Regions from separate parts of the Sus scrofa genome. Here region 1 is linked to region 2. Evidence: chromatin contacts called from public Hi-C data. All regions are on one chromosome and are shown on one strand. The core of a region is the stretch at or near the end of the contact, and the rest is flanking DNA. Distances in the headings are between cores, read along the strand shown.

Region 1 (4,371 bases), core at 1,362-3,861, 65 kb before region 2:
AGCAGTTCCTATTGGTCAGAATCAAATTATACTAGAGAAGACCAGGGACCCAGGAGCCAAAACCTGGGCTCCAAACTCTTCCCCAGCCACAGGGCCCAGCACACCCGGCTTAATCTCCCTGGTCTTTGGGTTTTATCAATGGATCGACTGCAAACAGGGTAAGTCACAGTGCAAACAGGGTAAGTCACCTCGTGGGGTGTACACGAACACAGAAGACACTTCAATGCCGGGCCAATGGGTTGGGGAGCAGAACACAGAAGACACTCCAATGCCGGGCCAATGGGTTGGGGAGCAGAAAGTCTGAACTCTGGTCCCCACGGGGAGACTCAAGACCTAAGTGACTGCAGGCGAGGCCATAATCTTTACTGAACCTCACCTTTCACGTCCACATAAGCAAGGGGCTGAACTAAATGGTCTGAAACATCCTTGCAGCTGAAGCTAACTCTGGAGGTATAAGAAATGACTTTTTTTGCCACCCAACCCTTCAACCTGCACCTTCTTTGAAAGATGACTTGAAGCCCCCAAATTCAAAACCAGGGATTTCCCACCAGGCTGCGAAAGCCGGAGCTGAGAGAAGGAAGACGGGAGCCTGCAGCCAGCTTACCAGGCGGCGCTGGGGCTTGATGAGGGGCCGGTTGATGCCATTCATCTTGTGGTAGAGGCCGCAGGCGTTGCACAGGTAGTGGCCGGTCCCGTCCCGCCGCCACAGCGGGGTGGACATGGCCCCGCAGTTGACACACTCTCTGCCTTCCGAGAAGTCATCAAACATATCTACTGGGTGGGAAACGACACAGGGTTAGTTCCCTGCCTGTGCCTGGAAATTTCATGTTGAAGGATCCAGAGACCAAGGAAATCACGAGCATCCCTCACAAGGACAGCAAGACGGAGCTGCCGTGCTCTTCGGCGCGCTGACCTAACCCTGGGGAGTTGGCTCTCGGTGTCCTGGGAGGTGGACACGTGACTCCCAGACACGACGCGGCTCCCCCTGGTGTGTCTGGCAGAGACCACTAGCACCTGGATGCCTCTCCTTCAGAGCCCTGGGGCTCAGCTAACACTAAGTTCTACTCAAGGCCTTCTTTCTCTTTATTCCCTTTCAAAATTGAGGTTCTAAGTGAAGTCAGCCATACAATGAGACACCAACATCCAATGCTTTCACTGACATGTGGAATCTGAAAAAAGGACAGACTGAACTTTGCAGAACAGATGCTGACTCACAGACATTGAAAAACTTATGGTCTCCGGAGGAGACAGTTTGGGGGGTGGGGGGGATGTGCTTGGGCTGTGGGATGGAAATCCTGTGAAATCAGATTGTTATGATCATTATACAACTACAGATGTGATAAATTCATTTGAGTAATTAAAAAATAAAAAATTTAAACAAAGATAACGGACACAGAAGAGCAAAAAAAAAAACAAAATTGAGGTTCTGTGGCCCCTTCAACAGAAATACAATCAATATTTACTTTGGGAAAAAATTTTAAATGCTGAAATGTGTAAAAAAATTTACAGAAATCATGCATAATCCTGTAACTCAAAGATCACCATATTATTAACATTTTGTTCTGTTACATCCTTTGCAATACTTTATATATTGACATATTTTTGCCTACTTGAGGTCAAGCGGTATCATTTTGAGCCTGTTTTTTCACTTCATACCAAATCATTTTCCCATGTTAGAAATTCTTCATAAATTCATTTTAGTGCAGTATATTATCCCATCATACAAATGTGCCCTCCTTTAACTATTATCATTAACTTTTACTTAATTGTTACCCAATTTCTGACTTTCATTTTGTAAATACTTCTCATCTTGTACACTCTTCTTAGCATTCCTTAGGATGCTTCTCTAGATATAGAACCACTAAGCCAAAGGGACTATGTTTTCTGAAAGTTCTTAAAATTTTCAAACTTTTCTGCAAAAAAAAGGCTGTACCTCTTTTTTTCTCATTTCAACACATCTGTATGGTACACTGTCATAGTCTGACATTTTTTCTTGCTTACTGGAACAGGAAATAAAGGTGCATATTATAAGCAACAAAGCCCGTCCAAGGGAACACGGCCCTTTTTGCACACTCTCACTTAACAACTGACAAATTTCAGCCATCTTGCTGAGACAGGCTGGGCCTATTTTTCTCATTGCCCATGATCTATGTAAAGTCCAGTTTAGGACTTTCAGAAGTCTCTCTGACTTCATGTATAGTGCTTCCTATTTTGAAAATTTACTGTCATTTCTAAATTTTCTGTCCCTAAATACAGCCACACTGGCGTCCAAATGGTTCCTGCCCTACTATCAGAGGCAAGAGTGGATTTTCCTCTACTTGAGGGGGAGATTTGGTGGGGGAGGGTACAAGCTCTCCCTCCCTCAGGACCTAGCCCCCTTGCCCTGGGGTTTAAAGTCAAACATTCTGCTAGGTCTATGGCCCCACTGCCTGCTCTAAGGGAGCGTGGGCTGGAGAAGAGGATGGTGGGGGACCCTCCCCTCAACTCTGGGTACACAAACAGTCATTTGCACCTGCAAACAAGTAGCTGTGAGTCAACAGTGTGCAGGTGTGAGGGGCTGTTTGCTCAGGCTGGGGAGCTGAGCACACACCGGTCACAAGAGAGGCTATTTTTGCACCTGGGTCACATTGAGAACCCTCCAGCAAGGTCACCTGCCTTCAGAGCCGCACATGACATGCCAACTCCTGTTCTCAGCTTGCTTCCCCAAGCCTGGAGGCAACAACCTGGACGCCTCCACCAATAGCCATTCCCACCTCTGCCAACGCCTCCACCACACCCTCACCTGGGATATTGCTCCACTCCAGCTCCCTTGGCCCAGGGCTTCCGGTGGGGAATGAGGAGGTGAGAGGACTGGACAGGCCAGGGGAGGTCAAAAGAGGACCTCCAACCAAGGAGGGGCGCTGGCAATGTTGTTGTGTGCTTGCAATCAACACTAGATGGCACTACAGCCTCAAAACTGATACTGGCATTCCTGCCTAAATCATGACGGAGGGCTTTTTAGATCACCTCTCCAGTCCAAATGGGGCACAACCCAATTATTCTATTTCTTTTTAATCATGGAAAATTTTAAGGATATTCAAGAATGGCCAGAATAGGAAAATGAACTCTTATTTAATCATCACTCAATTTCCAACAATTTGTGACCAATCATATCTACCTTGCCCCACTTGCCCCCATCCTGGGTTTTTTTTTAAAGAAAATCTCAGATATTCCGTCGTTTCATTCGTACATATTTCAGTACGTGCCTCTCACAGATAAAGATTCACACTCTTTTCCTTTCAAAGATAAGCAAACCAGCTTCTTTTCAGTTCATCTAAAGAAGGCTGCACAAACAAAGTTCTCTCAACTCATTCCTCTTTTTTAGAGGGGAGGGTCCCTTTCCCCCCAACACTCATTGTTTTACATGGGGGGGACTGAACCTCATTCCAGGAGCCCTCCTAGCAGTCCTGGTCTCCCTACTGGATCCTGACCTCATGCTGCCTTGAGAATCTAACAAGGAAACTTGCCTTAAAAACTCCTTCTCATTTGCAACACAGGCCGGGTTACACACAGTCAACCAACTATTTTACAGACCGAGGGAAAGGCACTGGAGGTCAGCACGTATGTCTTTGTCACCAACAAATATTTACTTGAGCATCTGCTATATAAGCATTCCAGTAGATGTTACAGGAGCTAAGAGGAAACCTTACTCTTAGAATGCTGGTGATCTGTTAATCAAATTGGGTATTCAGGTGGCAGAGACCTCGTTTAGGGTAGTAAGTGCAGAAGTCCGACCTGCATCGAAGAATCAGGTGTTACAACAGCAACCAAAAGAAGGATGGAAGGTCAAGGCCGTGCTTCCTAAAAGCCCCCATCAGACATGCCACGTCTCCCCATAACTCACCACACCTCCAAATGGGCAGAGTTTCAATATTTTCTACCAGAGTCTTGTCATCCAACCCACTCAATGAAACATGACGCAATTGTAAATGATTATGAGAAAGACACCATTAACAAGAAAGAAAAAATGTTTACATCTCAAGTTAAATGAAAAATGCAGCACACAAAACACTGTGAGGACATCTGAGACCGCCAGAAAGGAACTTCTAATAGGCTAATCAATTGTGTGGACTTTTCTTTTTAAAAACACCACGCTGGAGTTCCTGTCGTGGCGCAGTGGTTAACGAATCCGACTAGGAACCATGAGGTTGCGGGTTCGGTCCCTGTCCTTGCTCAGTGGGTTAATGATCCGGCGTTGCCGTGAGCTGTGGTGTAGGTTGCAGACGTGGCTCGGATCCAGCGTTGCTGTGCCTTGGTGTAGGCCAGTAGCTACAGCTCCGATTTGACCCCTAGCCTGGGAACCTCCATATGCCGCGGGAGCGGCCCAAGAAA
Region 2 (4,374 bases), core at 1,017-3,516:
AATTAAAATAGCTCGCCAACAGGAGGGCTTCTAATTGATTCACCCAACAAGACATCATCGGGTAACATCTGTGTGCGAACAGGACACCCGAATTAATAAAAACGAATTTATTATGCGGCGTGAGGGTCTTGGGTTGGGATGAGACAAGATTAAAGCAGACGCAGAGGAAAATTTAAAGGCTGAGCATGTGCACATTAAGAAGACAATGTTAAACGAATAAAGACAATCCCTAAGAATGATGTGTGGGGATGGATGAGGGAAAAACGACATCTTTTAACTTCTAAAGAAAAAGCAGCTACTCCAACCTCCCCGCCCCCGCCCTGAGCCGACCCCTGCCAACGCCGCCCTGGCGCCTGGACACCGGCCCCCCGGTGCGGGCATCTGTGCGGGGACTGCAGCTACTGCCCCCGGGGTTAGCGACTAGCGACGTGTGGCATTGGAAGGATCTGCCAGGAGGTTTTCCCAGACTTAGAAGAGGCTTGCTGGGAACTGTCGAGTTTGGGGCGCAGGCGGACATATGATTAAAAGACTGAGCCCTGCCCCAGAAACTCAGTGTGCCCAGGCCTGGGAATCTGTTGATCCTCCGTAAGTCCCAAATCCAGAAGCGGCTCAAAATCTCTAGTCCAGCACCGGAGCAGGCAGGGAACATGCCTAAAATACTGGAGTGGGGCTGAGGGAGACTCCGTGAACCCGGTGTCCATGGCGACTAAGCTCGAGAGCGCGGGGTGCCATTCATGCCTTCCCCCCCCCATAACCCTCCAAACCCGGCCCAAGAAACGGCCGATCCAGTGCCTTTATTCGCTGGAGTCTGCAGAGGTGCGCTGCGACCCTCGACTAGGGGTGGGGTGGGGAAAGGGGTGGCACCACAAGGAGGTGCTGAGATGCAAAACAGCCTAAACTGGGGGTGTGTGTCTGTGTGTGTCAAGAATAACCGTTTCGATGAATCTCCTACTGTGATTCTTGGTTGGTTAGTTTAGAGACTTCTCTGGGGCGGTCGCGACTGGAAAGAGACCAGAGAGACCGGGCTTCGTTTTGCTCCTCGACACTTGGACTGTGAGGGCAGCGGCGTCAGGGCAAGCGGGGCCAGGGGACCTTGGTGCTCTGCCCTTGGACAGGAGCGCGCAGGCAGCAGGCAAAGCCAGCCCACCTTTTCCTTGCCGCTCCCCTCCCTTCTCCGCCATCAGTGCATCCAGCATCTTGCGGGCTCTGAGCTCCCCAAAGGGGTCTCCTGCTAAGAGGGCAACACGGGTGGCGTTCTGATCAGCGCCAGGCCCAGGTCCGAGGTCACACGACTGAGGGTGCCCGGACTCCACTGCTTGCGGCCTGGGCTTTCTAGCCCACCAGTCCCTGCGTCCAGGACGTTCGTTTGTGCCGGGATCCCGGGGCCTGAGGCTCGACCCTGGAGACCGCGGGCGCGACACCCGTCCGAGGTGGCCTGGTCTACGTGGCGCCAGAATAGTTGAAGTGCGTTCAAACCTATCCAGCGTCGGCCCCGCGGGGAAGAGGAATAAGAGGGAGCTTAGCGGCCTCGTGCGCCGAGCTCAAGGGGGCTGGTGTTTATTTGTAAATATCTGCGGTTTCTAAAGCACGGTATCGCGCGTGTCAGCGGGGATCCTGGAGCCTCCACGGGCTGAAGAGCCCCTTCCAGCACCGCCACACCGTTGCCCACACAGACTCGGGTTTGCACTAGATAGCTCAGCGGGAGGGACCGATCCCGGATGTTAAACTGCCCCAAAGCGCTCTTCAGGCTTCCGGCCACCACTTTTCTGAAGGGCTCCGTCCGTGCTTCGCATCCGGGCTCTCTCTTGGCAAGATCTTCTCTGATGGGGAGTCAGTCTTTTGGCCCCCATTTGGAACCCTTTTACCCCACCCCCGACCCCCGGCTACGTGCTGTTACTTTGGGCAGAGTAACTTTTTCCAGTCTCTCTTTCCATGCGAGGAGTGGAATTTGTAAACTTTTGAGCGCCATTCAAAAGGGATTAAAGCTGATTACTAATGATTAATGATCCTTTCTCTAGTTTTTCTTATTTTGGGACAATTCTCTGCCTCTTCGAGGGATACTAGAAGTTTTATTGAGCTTTCTCATTATTTGAGGGTCTCTATCTCTTCCCTCCTACGTTCCTTAATTACAAAAAAAAAAAAAAAAAAAATTGTTCCCTTCTACAAACTCTTGGCGGAGTTACGGCTGTTCGCCCAGGACCCGGGAGACACTTTCAAGGTCGCCGTCACTGCCGCAGGGACCCCACCCATTGCGCCCGCCCTCCTCCCTCCAGCAGGCTGCGCGCCCCGCACCATGGCCCAGGCTCGGACGCGGGTGTCCGGACTGGGCCCTCCTCGGTCCTCAACTTTTCATTCCGCCGGCAGCCTCAGGATTGCTCTCTTCCCCTCCCGCCCCCTTCCTTCCCGACCCTCCGCCGGAGCCTGACGCCGCCTGGTTTATTGACCTTAGATCGGCTTCGGGGCTTTATCAGACCCAGCGGGGGCGTCCCGTGGCGCAGGGCCCCCTCTCGCAGTGGCGCGGCGGGAGTCCCTTTTAAATGTTTCTCCAAACCTCTCCTTCCTTTCCCATCCCCAACTCTGTTGGAGAACCGAGAGGAAATTCACCCGAATGCGCATGATCGTAGAGAGGTGCAGGGCCTTCGGGGCCACGGACGTTTTCCTGGGTTGCCCCTTCATCTAGAGAGTTCCGGCGAAAGTGTCTCCCCACCCCTCAATTATTCGGATAATTATCTCGAACCTCCACTTGGTGCCGTGTTTAGACAGTTGGAGATGGATGGTTTGAATTTCCTCAGTCTCCCTGCTGCCCCAGGCCTAAACCCCGTCCTCTCTACTGCTCCAGCCCTAGAACATCTCTGCAAGTACACAAGCCCAACTATAATTTTCTGTCCCATAAATCACTTGGCAAATATAACAAGCCATTAGAAAGTCATTTGAAATGGATATTTTATTGGGCTTGAGAAATACAACAGGGATAAAGAGCAACTTAGTAACATTTCCTCCTTCCTATGAACCACACAGAACTGTCTAAGATTTCCCCTCCCCTTGCCCATTGAATTCACAAATGCAAAATCACTTTCAGACACACATTCTTCAGAAGAAAGGGGAAATGTCTATTTTGCCAGAAATGAACTCTAGTGAATTTTTTTTAAAAGTTCCTCAAGTGGGATTTTTACATATCCTTTTACTCTAGGCTGATTGATTCAAGTAAGACTAACAGAATCAAACAAACAAACAAAACCTCTGCTACTACTAATAAAAAAACTACACCAATTTTACAAATAAATCATGGGATTCTAGTAGCATTTCACAGTAAGTTTTGCCCTCATTTCAGAGGGGGCACTTTCCTTATTTTTGCCCAGATAAAAACCTTTCAAATTCTCTTAATTTTGGAGAACATGGAGAGGAATGAGGATATTAGTGCTGGGGGGATTGGGGAGGGGTAAGGGAACCAGAGTTGAGCAGGGGAAAGATAAGGTGGATGGGGGTAAATTTTGAGTCGCACATTGGAAGCTGGCAAGTGGGAACCAGAGGAAGGAACTAGTTGCCATCTCAGGTTCGCAGAGCTACTGCTGGTAGTACATGTACAGACGCCGAGAGACTTTGCAGTAAACCGTACCCAATTCCACATGTGTGCTTGCTTGGTCCTCTGAAGGCTACAGACTTAAAATATGCCATTGTGTGCCTTCAATCTTTGGGCAAGCCCAGGACACTCAGACAATCTGCATGGTTTCAAACCCTTCAAACTTTCCCAAAGCCTCAGTCTTTCAGCAAAGCCTCAAATGTTCTCTCAAAGCTGCCCTCTGTCTTTACCCTGGTATCCCCTTCTCTTTTGGACTCAGCTCTTTCCCCCCACTACAAATAAGATTCAAAGCTCCTTTGCCCAGACTCTGGGTTTATAGGAAGCAGAGGCAATTTGGAATTGTTTGCAAAAGCATATGCAACCAAGCTCTTGAAAGCAGGAAGTGGGTGGTGGTGGGGAATAAAATCACTGAGGTCCACCTGCAAGGCCCACCTCTACCCTCCTTCCCATCACACATCTGGCTCCAGAATTAATGACAAATGAAACCCTACAACAAGCCTGGTGGACCCTTGGCCTGTGAATAGGCCACGAAAATGATCAGATCCTGAAGGCCCATGAGGCCTATTCCACTAATTCCCCAATAAAGCCAAACAACAACAAAAAATGTCGGTGAGATTTTCTGCCCTGAAAGCAAACCAGGCAGGTCTGACCTGAGTCAGAAAGGGTTCTCCTAGGTTTTCCAACCTGGTTCTCAGGACAGAGCGTCTGTAGGGGGAACCCGGTGAAAGCCATGAGATTGATTGGGTGTATTGGAGGCCAGAGGACCCAGGGGCACCTGGTCAAATCATTGGTTT

Evidence for each region. Hi-C and Micro-C count contacts between places; a contact is called where the count stands out from the background.
Region 1: a Hi-C map of heart right ventricle shows a contact between it and region 2, with 7 times the contacts expected there. The contact joins two enhancer-like sites. A contact is called at or near these places in 3 of 47 Hi-C or Micro-C datasets (epiblast stem cells, fetal heart ventricle and heart right ventricle).

The regions. Positions count from the first base shown.
Region 1 is chr14:14,924,326-14,928,696 of Sscrofa11.1, reverse strand. It overlaps GATA4 (GATA binding protein 4), which reads right to left. Exons shown (of 6, transcript NM_214293.1): 2 at 605-771. Among named protein-coding and RNA genes, the nearest start is that of NEIL2, 19 kb to the left of the region's middle. Within about 2 kb of position 2,611, at least 7 of the 83 cell types and tissues checked have an H3K27ac peak or open chromatin away from gene starts, as enhancers often do.
Region 2 is chr14:14,859,008-14,863,381 of Sscrofa11.1, reverse strand. It overlaps a transcript of GATA4 not described here. Among named protein-coding and RNA genes, the nearest start is that of GATA4, 27 kb to the left of the region's middle. Within about 2 kb of position 2,266, at least 10 of the 83 cell types and tissues checked have an H3K27ac peak or open chromatin away from gene starts, as enhancers often do.